Linked DNA regions of Mus musculus: all the other regions are linked to region 1. Evidence: chromatin contacts called from public Hi-C and HiChIP or PLAC-seq data. All regions are on one chromosome and are shown on one strand. The core of a region is the stretch at or near the end of the contact, and the rest is flanking DNA. Distances in the headings are between cores, read along the strand shown.

Evidence for each region. A called contact is a pair of places that touch in the nucleus more often than the background predicts. HiChIP or PLAC-seq counts read pairs in DNA pulled down with a chosen protein or histone mark.
Region 2: an H3K4me3 HiChIP or PLAC-seq map of bone marrow-derived macrophages shows a contact between it and region 1, with 2.4 times the contacts expected there. The contact joins the enhancer-like site here to the promoter of Arhgap25 in region 1. A contact is called at or near these places in 5 of 39 promoter capture datasets (cranial neural crest, embryonic stem cells, frontonasal cranial neural crest and 2 more), 4 of 115 datasets of contacts at active chromatin or transcription factors (bone marrow-derived dendritic cells, bone marrow-derived macrophages and embryonic stem cells) and 1 of 9 other capture datasets (embryonic stem cells).
Region 3: a contact with region 1 is called in a Hi-C map of Th1 cells, with 3 times the contacts expected there. The contact joins the promoter of Cnbp here to the promoter of Arhgap25 in region 1. A contact is called at or near these places in 2 of 39 promoter capture datasets (fetal liver and pre-B cells), 4 of 484 Hi-C or Micro-C datasets (CD8 T cells, Th1 cells, memory CD8 T cells and 1 more), 2 of 115 datasets of contacts at active chromatin or transcription factors (the SCID.adh cell line and thymic regulatory T cells) and 1 of 9 other capture datasets (liver).

Annotation. Positions count from the first base shown.
Region 1 is chr6:87,531,626-87,534,975 of GRCm38.p6, reverse strand. It overlaps Arhgap25 (Rho GTPase activating protein 25), which reads left to right and starts at 1,717. Exons shown (of 11, transcript NM_001037727.2): 1 at 1,717-2,150. The coding sequence starts at 2,090.
Region 2 is chr6:87,073,813-87,077,162 of GRCm38.p6, reverse strand. Gfpt1 (glutamine fructose-6-phosphate transaminase 1) reads right to left here. Exons shown (of 19, transcript NM_013528.3): 13 at 786-906; 14 at 1-80. Among named protein-coding and RNA genes, the nearest start is that of D6Ertd527e, 29 kb to the left of the region's middle. Within about 2 kb of position 1,657, at least 74 of the 459 cell types and tissues checked have an H3K27ac peak or open chromatin away from gene starts, as enhancers often do. A contact at or near this core is called in bone marrow-derived dendritic cells and bone marrow-derived macrophages, where this site is marked.
Region 3 is chr6:87,849,339-87,852,688 of GRCm38.p6, reverse strand. Cnbp (cellular nucleic acid binding protein) reads left to right here and starts at 1,583. Exons shown (of 5, transcript NM_001347325.1): 1 at 1,583-1,785. Gm44064 (WAS/WASL-interacting protein family member 2) reads right to left here and starts at 3,187. Exons shown (of 2, transcript XM_030255689.1): 1 at 3,182-3,187; 2 at 376-2,329. The coding sequence starts at 3,187. The coding sequence ends at 1,451.

The DNA.
Region 1 (3,350 bases), core at 468-2,967:
AGCACAGAGGCTTGGGATATATTTATTGTTCATGTGGTCCTTTAGTTCTCAGTGAGAAGGACACGCCCTGGGTCAGCACACTCAGGCCCCAGGTGTTCACATTAGTCTGTGATGCCTCTTAGAGATGAAAGCAACGATGTACATAACTTGGAACTCAAAAGTGGTCTAGTCTGGAAACATCCATACATTATATATGTGGGCCATTATCTATGTGGTGTAACTAAAGTCTTAGGGCAGCCATGATCATCAAGATGATAAAGATGTATCTTTACACCCACTGTAAGCCCAACTTACAGTGAGAGAAAGGATAAAGAGAGAAACCGGACATAGAGTACCAGGAAAAGAGGCAGAAAACCAGTCTGGTTCACAGAGTTCTACAAATTGGCAGCGGCCACCTCTGTCCATTGCTGATAAGGCTGAGAGGTGAGGATGGAGACCTGGTTCAGTGACAGGAAAGCTGTTGGTGTCTTGAGAAGCCACTCTATGGGGTCCTGGGGGCAAAAGCCTCAATGGGAGAAATCCAGGAAGGAAAAAGAGGAGCGATCACAGTAAGTCCAACAGTCCTTAATTTAAAAAAAAAATTCTCAGAAATAGTCTATAGCCAAAGGAGGAAGTAGTGTCAAGAGAGATTTTTTTTGATATGAAAAACATTGTAGTGCTAATATTGATTGGAAAGATCCAAGAGAAAATAGAAAGAGGAGATGGAGCTGAGCTGGGGAGAGGTGAGGTGGTCCATGCAGCAGGTAACGGGAAGGTGGGTCACCTGTCCATAGCCCGTGGGAGGTGTTGAAAAGCAGTTATCCAGGAGAACTGAGGTAGATGGCCCAGGCCCCAGGCATGTGCGGTGTGCTTGGTGATTACATGGAAGGCTTGGAGCCTGCAGAAACCTCATAGCAGCCCTGCAAAATCAGTCTGTTAAGTGCTACACTTACAGATGAGGGAATCAAAACAGAAAATAATGGTTCAAGAGCCACATCCAAAGTCAACCGGCCTGAGAATTTGAACACAGCAGTCTGGTTCGAGGACCTATCAGCTCAACCGCTAGCTCAAGGTGACCTATTTGAAGATGTAAAAGTCTGCCACAGACTGGGCTAGATAGAATGAAGGTCAAATAAGTGCTTGTGGGGTATTGGCTGTGTGTCAAGAGTCTGTCCCACCAGCTTCTGCAACGACTCCTTACCCCACAGTTGTTAAGGATCCTGTTTCTCTGAAGAAGTCGTGGAGGCCCAGGAAGAGTCTGTTAAAAGGGGAGGAAAACTGAATTTTTTTACACATGGTGGTCTGGTTGTAAACGCCACAGCATACACAAGGGGGGAGAAGCAGTGACCCTTTGTGTGGCTCTGCCTGGCTGGAATCAAAGTACCTGCTGGAAACCTTCTACCCAAGCAGGTGTGAACTATGTGGTCCTTTCACGGCAGGAATTTTTAAAGATGCTGCCCATTCTTGGGCAGAATGCTGGCTGCCTGCCTGGCCTCTTTTAGCCGCCAAAATCTGGAGTCAAGGAGGCGAACACAGGAGTCCAGGCACATGGCGAGAGCCTTGGGAGTCTCTTTCCATTTAATTAAAACCACAGTCTTATAACACAAACATGCACTAGCTTTACAAAGATTTCTAAATAACATCTTCTGAAGACAGTGTGCTCATAACGCTACAACACTGAACAGCCAGCCACTTCCTCAAAACGCAAGGAAGCAGACAGTTAAGAAAAAAAAAAGCAGTTGTTTATCACAACTTCACTTCAGTAAGGCCTGAGATTCTGCCCAGCAGGGCTCTGCTTCCCAAGAGGCAGTGTCAACTGGGACATTTCTGGTAAATCTGAACGCAAAGCAGGGTGCCAGCCCCTGGGGGACTGTGGGTGGGACTTGGGGAGTTTGGGTGCCATCCCCGAGTGACAGATGGATGGACGGTTCATGAGAGAGAAAGGAGGAGACACGTGGGCAGATCGGTCTGGAGCGTAAGAGTGCCTGCAAAGCAAGCAACAGGCAGAGAAGGCAGAGGAACCGAAGTGAAGATCAGAGAAACAAGAAGGGCACAGCCTGTGACACACTGTGAGCCACTTGACCAGCTACTCACCCACCTCGGAAGCAAAATGTCTCTCAAGCTGCCAAGGAACTGGGATTTCAATTTGAAAGCGGAGGCTTCAAAAATAGGTAAGGTCGGGGTCCAGGTATTTCCTCGGGGTTCTTATGCGTGAGCACCCACTATTTGCATTCTGAGTTGTGGGAGCTCAGTCGGCCAAAGCACACCACACAACAACACTGAGCTTGGCAGAAATGTGCATTCGGGTGGACGAGTCCTGAGAAGTTCTAGTGTGCTGGGGTTGGGGGGGTTCTCTTCTCTCTGGGGGTGGACTATGTGGGTCAAGGGAACTTGGATGGTTTCGGCTGTGCATTGGACACAAAACTGAGATTTTGTTTCTGTCATTGGAAAGTCGGTTCTTTCTGGCATGGCACGTCGTCTAACTGTTGAATGGCTTTCAGTAAGAGGACAGAGACTCGAGTATTTTGAAGTGATTCATCTGTGGATGAATTCAAGGGAGTGTCACATTTTTTGTGAACCCAGAGGCCAATGAGGGACTACCTATAGTTAAAAGTAGACAAGGAGAACAGGGTGAGAGAATAGAGGCTTTTGAAGTATAATAACACTATTCTAAGGAACAGAACGTGGGAGAACGCAGGAGAGTTGGGAAAGATAGACTTTAGTTAGTTATGAAGGATAATTCGAGGTGTTCATATCATTTTCCTCTAACAATGGTGATATATATTCGTCAAATCTATTGTTTGCTATTATATAGATGTCTTGTTTTCTTGCCACCCCCTGCACCATGAATTCTCGCTCTGTAGCTCTAGTTGGCCTGAAACTTGCTATGGAAACTTAGATTCACAGAGTTACTTTAGTGCTCAGATTATCGGCATGGCCTGAATACCTGATATTTCTTCTGTTATTAAACTTTAGTTTTAAATTGATCATAGTCAGATGAAGCACACACACACACACACACACACACACACACACACACACACACACACATACACAGAGACACACACACACACGACTATCTACTCAGTGAGATAAATTTCTTGATTTTAGGCTTTACAGTGTTGAGGTATTTGCAAACAGCATGGAAGGATTTTGCTTAGAAGAAAGTTTTGGCCAGATGGTTCATGGTGGTTGGTGTGTTAAAATAAGTAGTTCACTAAAAGCTCACAGATAGGAAGCAGGTCAGAAAAGGGCTTTGAAATGAAACTGAAAGTAACCAGAGAAGCCATTTATTTTGGTGATCAGGAGCCCACATTTCCAAACAGAGCTGGAACTGTGTGCCAAAGCCAGCTCCAAGATGTGACACAGGG
Region 2 (3,350 bases), core at 408-2,907, 460 kb after region 1:
GACTGTATTTGTGATCCCCACAGTTAAGGCTCCTCTCTCCTTACAGTAACGAAGTCCCATCAGGGTGTCAGCTGTCTCGCCTGTGTAAAATGGACAACAGTAACAGAGAGCAGTTTCAGAGGATGCAGTTTCATACACGAAAAACCAACCGACTGCCATGCTTTTAATACTATCACTTGTTTTAAATAAAGCATAAGGCATGCTCTTATTAAACTTATAAGACATAGCCAGGCATGGGGCACACACCTTAAATCCTAGGGCTTGGGTTGAAGAGGCAGGCATATCACTGAGTTGGAAGCCAGCCTGGTCTACCTAGCTAAGTTCAGGCCAGCCAAGGCTACATAGTGATACCCTGTCTCAAACAACAACAAAACCTAGGATTTCTAGGATCAGTTTTTGTTTCTTATCTGAAAATTAAACTCTATAAGCTATATGTAAAAAAAGATGTTCATTTTTACTAAGTCTTAAAGAATGTATTAGTACAAGCGAAGACAATCGGTATTTACCAGGCCATCTGAAATGCCAGTTTAAGTGTCAGGGTTTTTTGGGTTTTTTGGTTTTTTTTTGTTTTGTTTTTTTCAAGACAGGGTTTCTCTGTGTAGTCCTGGCTGTCCTGGAACTCACTCTGTAGACCAGGCTGGCCTCAAACTCAGAAATCTGCCTGCCTGGGATTAAAGGTGTGAGCCACCACACCCTGCTAAGTGTCAGTTTAAAAGATAGGGTTGGCTTATTAGGAAACTTGACTTAAAATAACTTTTTCCCCTTCAAGTTTAAAATGAACACACCTGATTGACTAATGAAAAAGCAAACATCATCTCGAAAGACTGGAGTGTTTCTATCCAAGAAGTCACTGGCAAGCTCCACCATCACGGGCAGCTCGGTCAGCTCCTCCAGGACCTGACGGGTCTACAGGGAAAAGAACACACTCTGCCTTAGGACATCCTTTTTCACTGAACTTCTTTGGTCTCCACTTTTCTAATTACAAAGTGAGCACACAGACGAGAGGGTAGCTCCGTGGTGAGCACTGGCCTAGCTCACTTAAGGCCCTAGGCCCCACCACAGCACTGCCACAGAAAAACAAGGCATACATTTGGAAACCACTAAGAAACACAAATTAAAGAAAAAAATTAATGCATTCACCACCCTACTACTAAGAGATACGCACTGCTAACTTTCAGTGCAACTCTTTGAGAAAAACTACCAATGTGGATGCTCTATTTTGTTTAACACTAGACTGATCTGGAACTCAGTACAGAGCCAGCTGACCTCAGATCTGCAGTAAGTGCCTGTCCCAGCCTCCTGAGTGCTGGGATTGCAGGTGTCAGCCATAATTCTAAGCTCTATGAAAACATGCTTATAAGCAAATATATCCACAAATATGAAACATTTGAGCAGAAAAAGCACTGTTCTGAGTCAACTTGTGTATCACTAATTCTCTAATTCTAAACATATAAAATTAAAGTTAAATTGTAATAATGTACATACTCAGTGAAATTTAAAAATGTACTATATGTATAAATAATACTATTTCAAAAATGTGAATACATTTAAGAAGTTCTGTTTAGGGCAGCTCCTTGTTGTCAACTTTGGAGCAATGGAGCATGGTGTGAAAGAGGAAGCAACACGCTTGTGTTCAAAGGGAATTCCCAAGCCTTTTACTAAGTCGCATTCTCACTAAGTTCCTTTTATTCTAAAGGTCAGAAAATTACAAACAACAGAAAGCAAACCTTCAGGCACCAGTCTTTTTTCAGCCCTACAGATGTACAGGCACATGGTGGAACTTTAGTGCTGATAACAGACATTTTCTTCCTGTCAGCAGCAGCCTTTCACCTGTTCCTCAGGCCAGCCAGCCCTGCCCTGCCTGTCACTAGCCCCCTCCTTTATAGCACATTCCTCCTCTACAGCAACAAAACCACAAAGGCTGGAGCAAGAGAGCAGCTGCAGAGGACTGAGTTTGTCTCCCAACACCTGTGACTGAGGGCTCACAACCATGCATTCTCCAGCTCCAAGGAACCCTACACGCTCACACACACACACACACACACACACACACACACACACACACACACACACACACACAGCAAAAGAGAGTTAAGAGTGGGAGGGAAGAAAGAGAGAGAGAGAGAAAGGGGGAACACACACACACACACAGCAAAAGAGAGTTAAGAGTGGGAGGGAAGAAAGAGAGAGAGAGAAAGGGGGAAATTTAAACCAAAAACCCCTGCAAAGTTGTCTGTATTCCACAGCTCTTACACTTTTGCTTGCCCACAAACAGAATTGTTCTTCTGTGTTTGGTCCCACAATGATTCTAGTTTAGTAGTTTTTAAGCAATATGACAGCAACATAAATGCCAAGTATTTGAAAATTAAATGTTCCAATTTTTAATTACTTTTCTGTTGGTCTAATTTATTTGTAACTATTTCTAAGTCAGTTACTGACACTAGCAAGCTAGATGTCTTCCTTCAAATAAATGAAAATAAAAAAATTTCCCCCTAGATTACAAATGCATTATATTGGCATTTATCTTCAAACAAACAAACCTAACAACCTACCAGATATTTAAAAATAATGTAACCCAAAAGTATCTCATACTAATGTGTTGATGAGAAATACTTTACAAATAGTTAAATATTTTCATCCTAACCTAAAAAGATAACTATTTATGCTGCAAATGCCATTCTATGACCCGAAAGCCCACGAGGCAGTTAAACTCTGGAAAGCGTGCTGGTTTCAGACCAACTTGAGCGTAGGCAGTTGTTACTAATCGGGTACAGACACACTGAAAGAAGACATGTGCCTGTCACTCGCTCTTGACTATATCATGAAAGTAAACATTCAGTCTAGGATGAGTAGAATAAACAGCACTATTTCATAGGCTACTCACAAGAGATTTCTTACGTGCTTTCATTAATTTTGGCACATAGATCCCTTATGAAATCTCTCCCTTAGAGAAGACAAATGATTCAGAGAATTCTAACATAGCAATATTTTATACTCAAATTGAGGATCAGAGCTGAATGCAGCAGGAATCAAATGCTTTCTTCTGAGTAGGAAACCTGGTCACAAATGGACGTTACAGAGTTGACCTCATCCACACCTTCCTTAAGCTCTCACTAGCGTCTTTAACTTACTCTCTCTTCACGCTTATGAAATGCCGCCTTCTCAGACCAAGAAGTGTTTGGGGAGAGGATCTCTGGAAAAGCACAGCTTGCTGACATGTGAAGCTGGTAACCAGATATTTCACACATTCAATAAATGATTGGTGTGGTGGCCCTCGCCTACAGAGGCAAGGGGATGTGATTCCCAGGCCATCCTGGTCTACAAAGTGAATTCCAGGTCACCCAGGACAG
Region 3 (3,350 bases), core at 334-2,833, 320 kb before region 1:
AGTTTAGGGTTCTCGTGTTTTGAAGCAGTAGGGGCTTCATATATAGCTTTGCCTTATACATACTCACTGCTAGAATTTATGAAGATGCTGCTTGTCTGCAGTTGCTTTATCTGCAACGCTCTGTGAGTTCAAGATCAGCATGGTCTATGAGTAGTGAGTTGCAGGATGGCCAGGGCCATGTAGAGACCCTGCCTCAAACAACGAGAACAACAACAAAGATTTATGTGTATGTGGCTGGGTATATTTATGTGCACCTCCTAAGTTAGAGGACATTAGATCCTCTGGACCTGGAGTTATATGTAGTTGTTAGTAGGATATAGGTGTTGGGAACTGAATTCTGGTTCTCTTCAATAGCAGCATGTGTTGTTGCTGGTGTTTTTTTTTTTTTTTTGTTTTTTGTTTTTGTTTTTTTTTGCTTATTTTGAGACTGGGTCTGACTATGGTTGAACATTTTGTTCTTCTGTTGAAATGGAATCTAGAGTCTTGTGCGAGACAAATGCTCTTCTAAACCATATCTACAGCCCAAAGGTCTTACTATGTAGCTATGGCTGACCTGGGACTTGTTATGTAGATTAGATGAACTTGGACTGACAAGAGATCCTACTGCCTCTACTTCTCAAGTGCAAGCGACTAAAGGTATGCACCACCACGCCTGGCTGCTCTCAACTTCTAAGTCATTTCTGCAGGCCCATGTGTAAGTTTAAAGAGTAAGTCGCTAGCGGAAACTAAAATCTAGACAAATTTTAGTACTTTTTAGAACTCAAGAGACTTGAGATTTCCAGATTCTTCATGTTTGTATTAAAAAAATCATTAAAACGGGACAGAGTTCTAGAATGCTTTAGTTTATATAGAAATTGTCTTCAGGGTGTGTGGTAACGCTAGGGAATCAAACCCAGGACTTACAGGAAAAATTTATCTTCTGCTTTGAGGACCTATGACTACACACACAATCTATTTTGGAGACACCATGAAATGCAAACGACGGTCACTCCTGAATGGGGCAGCCCAGGCAATAACTTTCTTGGCCTCCTCTCATCCACAAATCCTAGGGATGTCATTCATTATGGGTCACAAGAAGTGTTGTGACACAAATCACCTGTCACCATCTTCAACCTCATTAGGCATTTTCATTTGGGGCTATTGCAAGCCAGGGGCACTAGCAGCGCGCTGTCGGTTTATACCCAGGAAACACAAAACCCAAACGCATCTCATGGACCGTAACGGTAGCCACAGCCGCTTCTATGATCAGGCCACTAAGACCTTCCCCCAAACCTAAGTGTGTGTGTATTGGAACCTGGTCTGCTTCTGAGCCCCACCAGGCTTAGGGGAGGCCGGGCAGGGGGAGATTGGCTCCCGCAAGCTGCGACCACTGCCCGGATCAGCCCCGTAGGCTGGAGAGAACCAGCAAAGGTTCGAGGGACGAACTGCTAGTAGGAAAGCAGCGAACCACTCATCGTAGACACGGAACCCAGGTACGGGCGGGAAGGCCGCGAGCGCTGCGGGCCGGAAGAGGCTGGGCGTGGAGCAGTCCGCCCCGCCCCTGCCGCCCTCGCGCGAGGCCGCGCTCCCAGCGGGCGATTCTGATTGGCTGGCCTGGCTTCCTGCGCTGATTGGATCCGTGGGCGAGGCGGAGGAGAGCCGTGCGCAGCGGCGTGTGTGGGGCCGTGTGCAGACCCGCGTGTGGCGCAGGCAAGGACCCTGAAAATAAACAGCCGCTGCTTTGCGAGTCGCCTTCTTGGTTCTTCGTCCGAGTCTCCTCCGCTGTGGGCAGCTCAGACGCCGAAGGTGAGAGGCGAGGGTGTAGCCTGCGCAACGGAGGTGGCGGGGTTGGTGCGGCCGAGACGGACGGAGGGCCGGAACTGCGAGGCGCGATGGCGGCCGCACCTCGGCCTGCGCCCTGCTGCGTCAGGCGCGGGGCTCGGCCCGAGCGGCGTCTCGGCTCCAGTTTCTGGCCCGCCGTACTGTGGCGGGCGTCCTGTCCGTCCTGCGGCGCTGGCACTAGGGCTGGAGCGTGGGGCCCTCTCTTGGCCCCGAGGGCCACGCAGGCCTCATCCGTGTGGCGACGAGGCCCGGCGCCCTTGGGGCCGAGGCGAGGAGAGTCGCGCGCGGGCCTAGCGCCGAGGGCCAGTGTGGCGGGAACTCCTGGAACGGGGCGGTGTGGCGGGGGCGAGAGCCTGGTCGAGGTGGAGGTCCCCAGGCCGAGCGCCCGGTGGAGGCCTGGCGGGCCATGTGCCAGCGGCTGCGGGGCCTCAGGACCTGGCCTGTGACGAAGCCCGCGCACGCCGCTGTAAGGCTTGGGAGTCTGGATTCGGTTCTCTGTACTGGCGACCTTTATTCAAACTCCTGATTTCTTGTAGTTCGTATTCTTAAGCAGCTTATTCGACATCGTTAGTCAAAAGAAACCACCTTTCCCTGGATCGATGAGAGTCAAGTCTTAGGTCCCTCACCCCCCCCCCCCCTTTTTTTTTTTAATGGAGCGGGAACCGGGTGGATAGGACCCGTAGGTTGTCAGGCCTTTAAGGCCATCAGGGTGGCAGAAGTCCTTGCCAATATTTCTCGGATTAAATGGATATAAATTACAAGAAAGCCTCGGAAGTAGAGTTGGCAAAGATCAATCTAGATTTTTCATTACCGTGAAAACCTGTTTTAGGACGGTTTAATCGTTCTCACTTGGGTTTAGGTGTTGATTTTATAGGTGAAGCCTTTTGCCTGTTGCCACATGTCAAGCACATGGCCTCGGCCACCAGGCACTTTCAGAGGAAGTGACTACATCTGGGGTGGGGGTGGGGGTCTTGGAAAAGGAGACATTGCACAGCAATCGGCTGGTTAGGTTTTTGCAATATTCTTGAAGACACAAAATAGACAAGAAACCACGACACTCAATCTGACTGCATTAAAGTAAAAGGGAATTAAGTTATATCCCCAATTTACCCCCAGATGTAGTTTTATGTGATAAAAATTACCATTTCCTGTTGCTTGACCCAATTCTGGAGAGACTTATGACAATGGATTAATTTTAAATTTGCAAATTTGTTAGCCATTTGCTCCTAGTATATATTGAATTTAAGATTTTGAAAGTTTTAAAAAAAGATACATAAACTGTGATCCTTATCACTTTATTCTTTAAGTCTGAAAAACTGAAAGTTACTTTGGTTAAAATTCAAGCTTATCAAATTGTAACCCGCATAGTCCTAGGTGCTTTTTTTTTTCTTTTAAAGCTTAAGTTTGCTGCTTGTCTACAAGGAACTCTTTGTATGCTGGACTATAAAAGGAATAATTTATTGGAATCCCAAGGGCTGAATTAAGGGCTTAATTTTTCCCTCAAATTACAACTCGTAACAAGTTTTTAA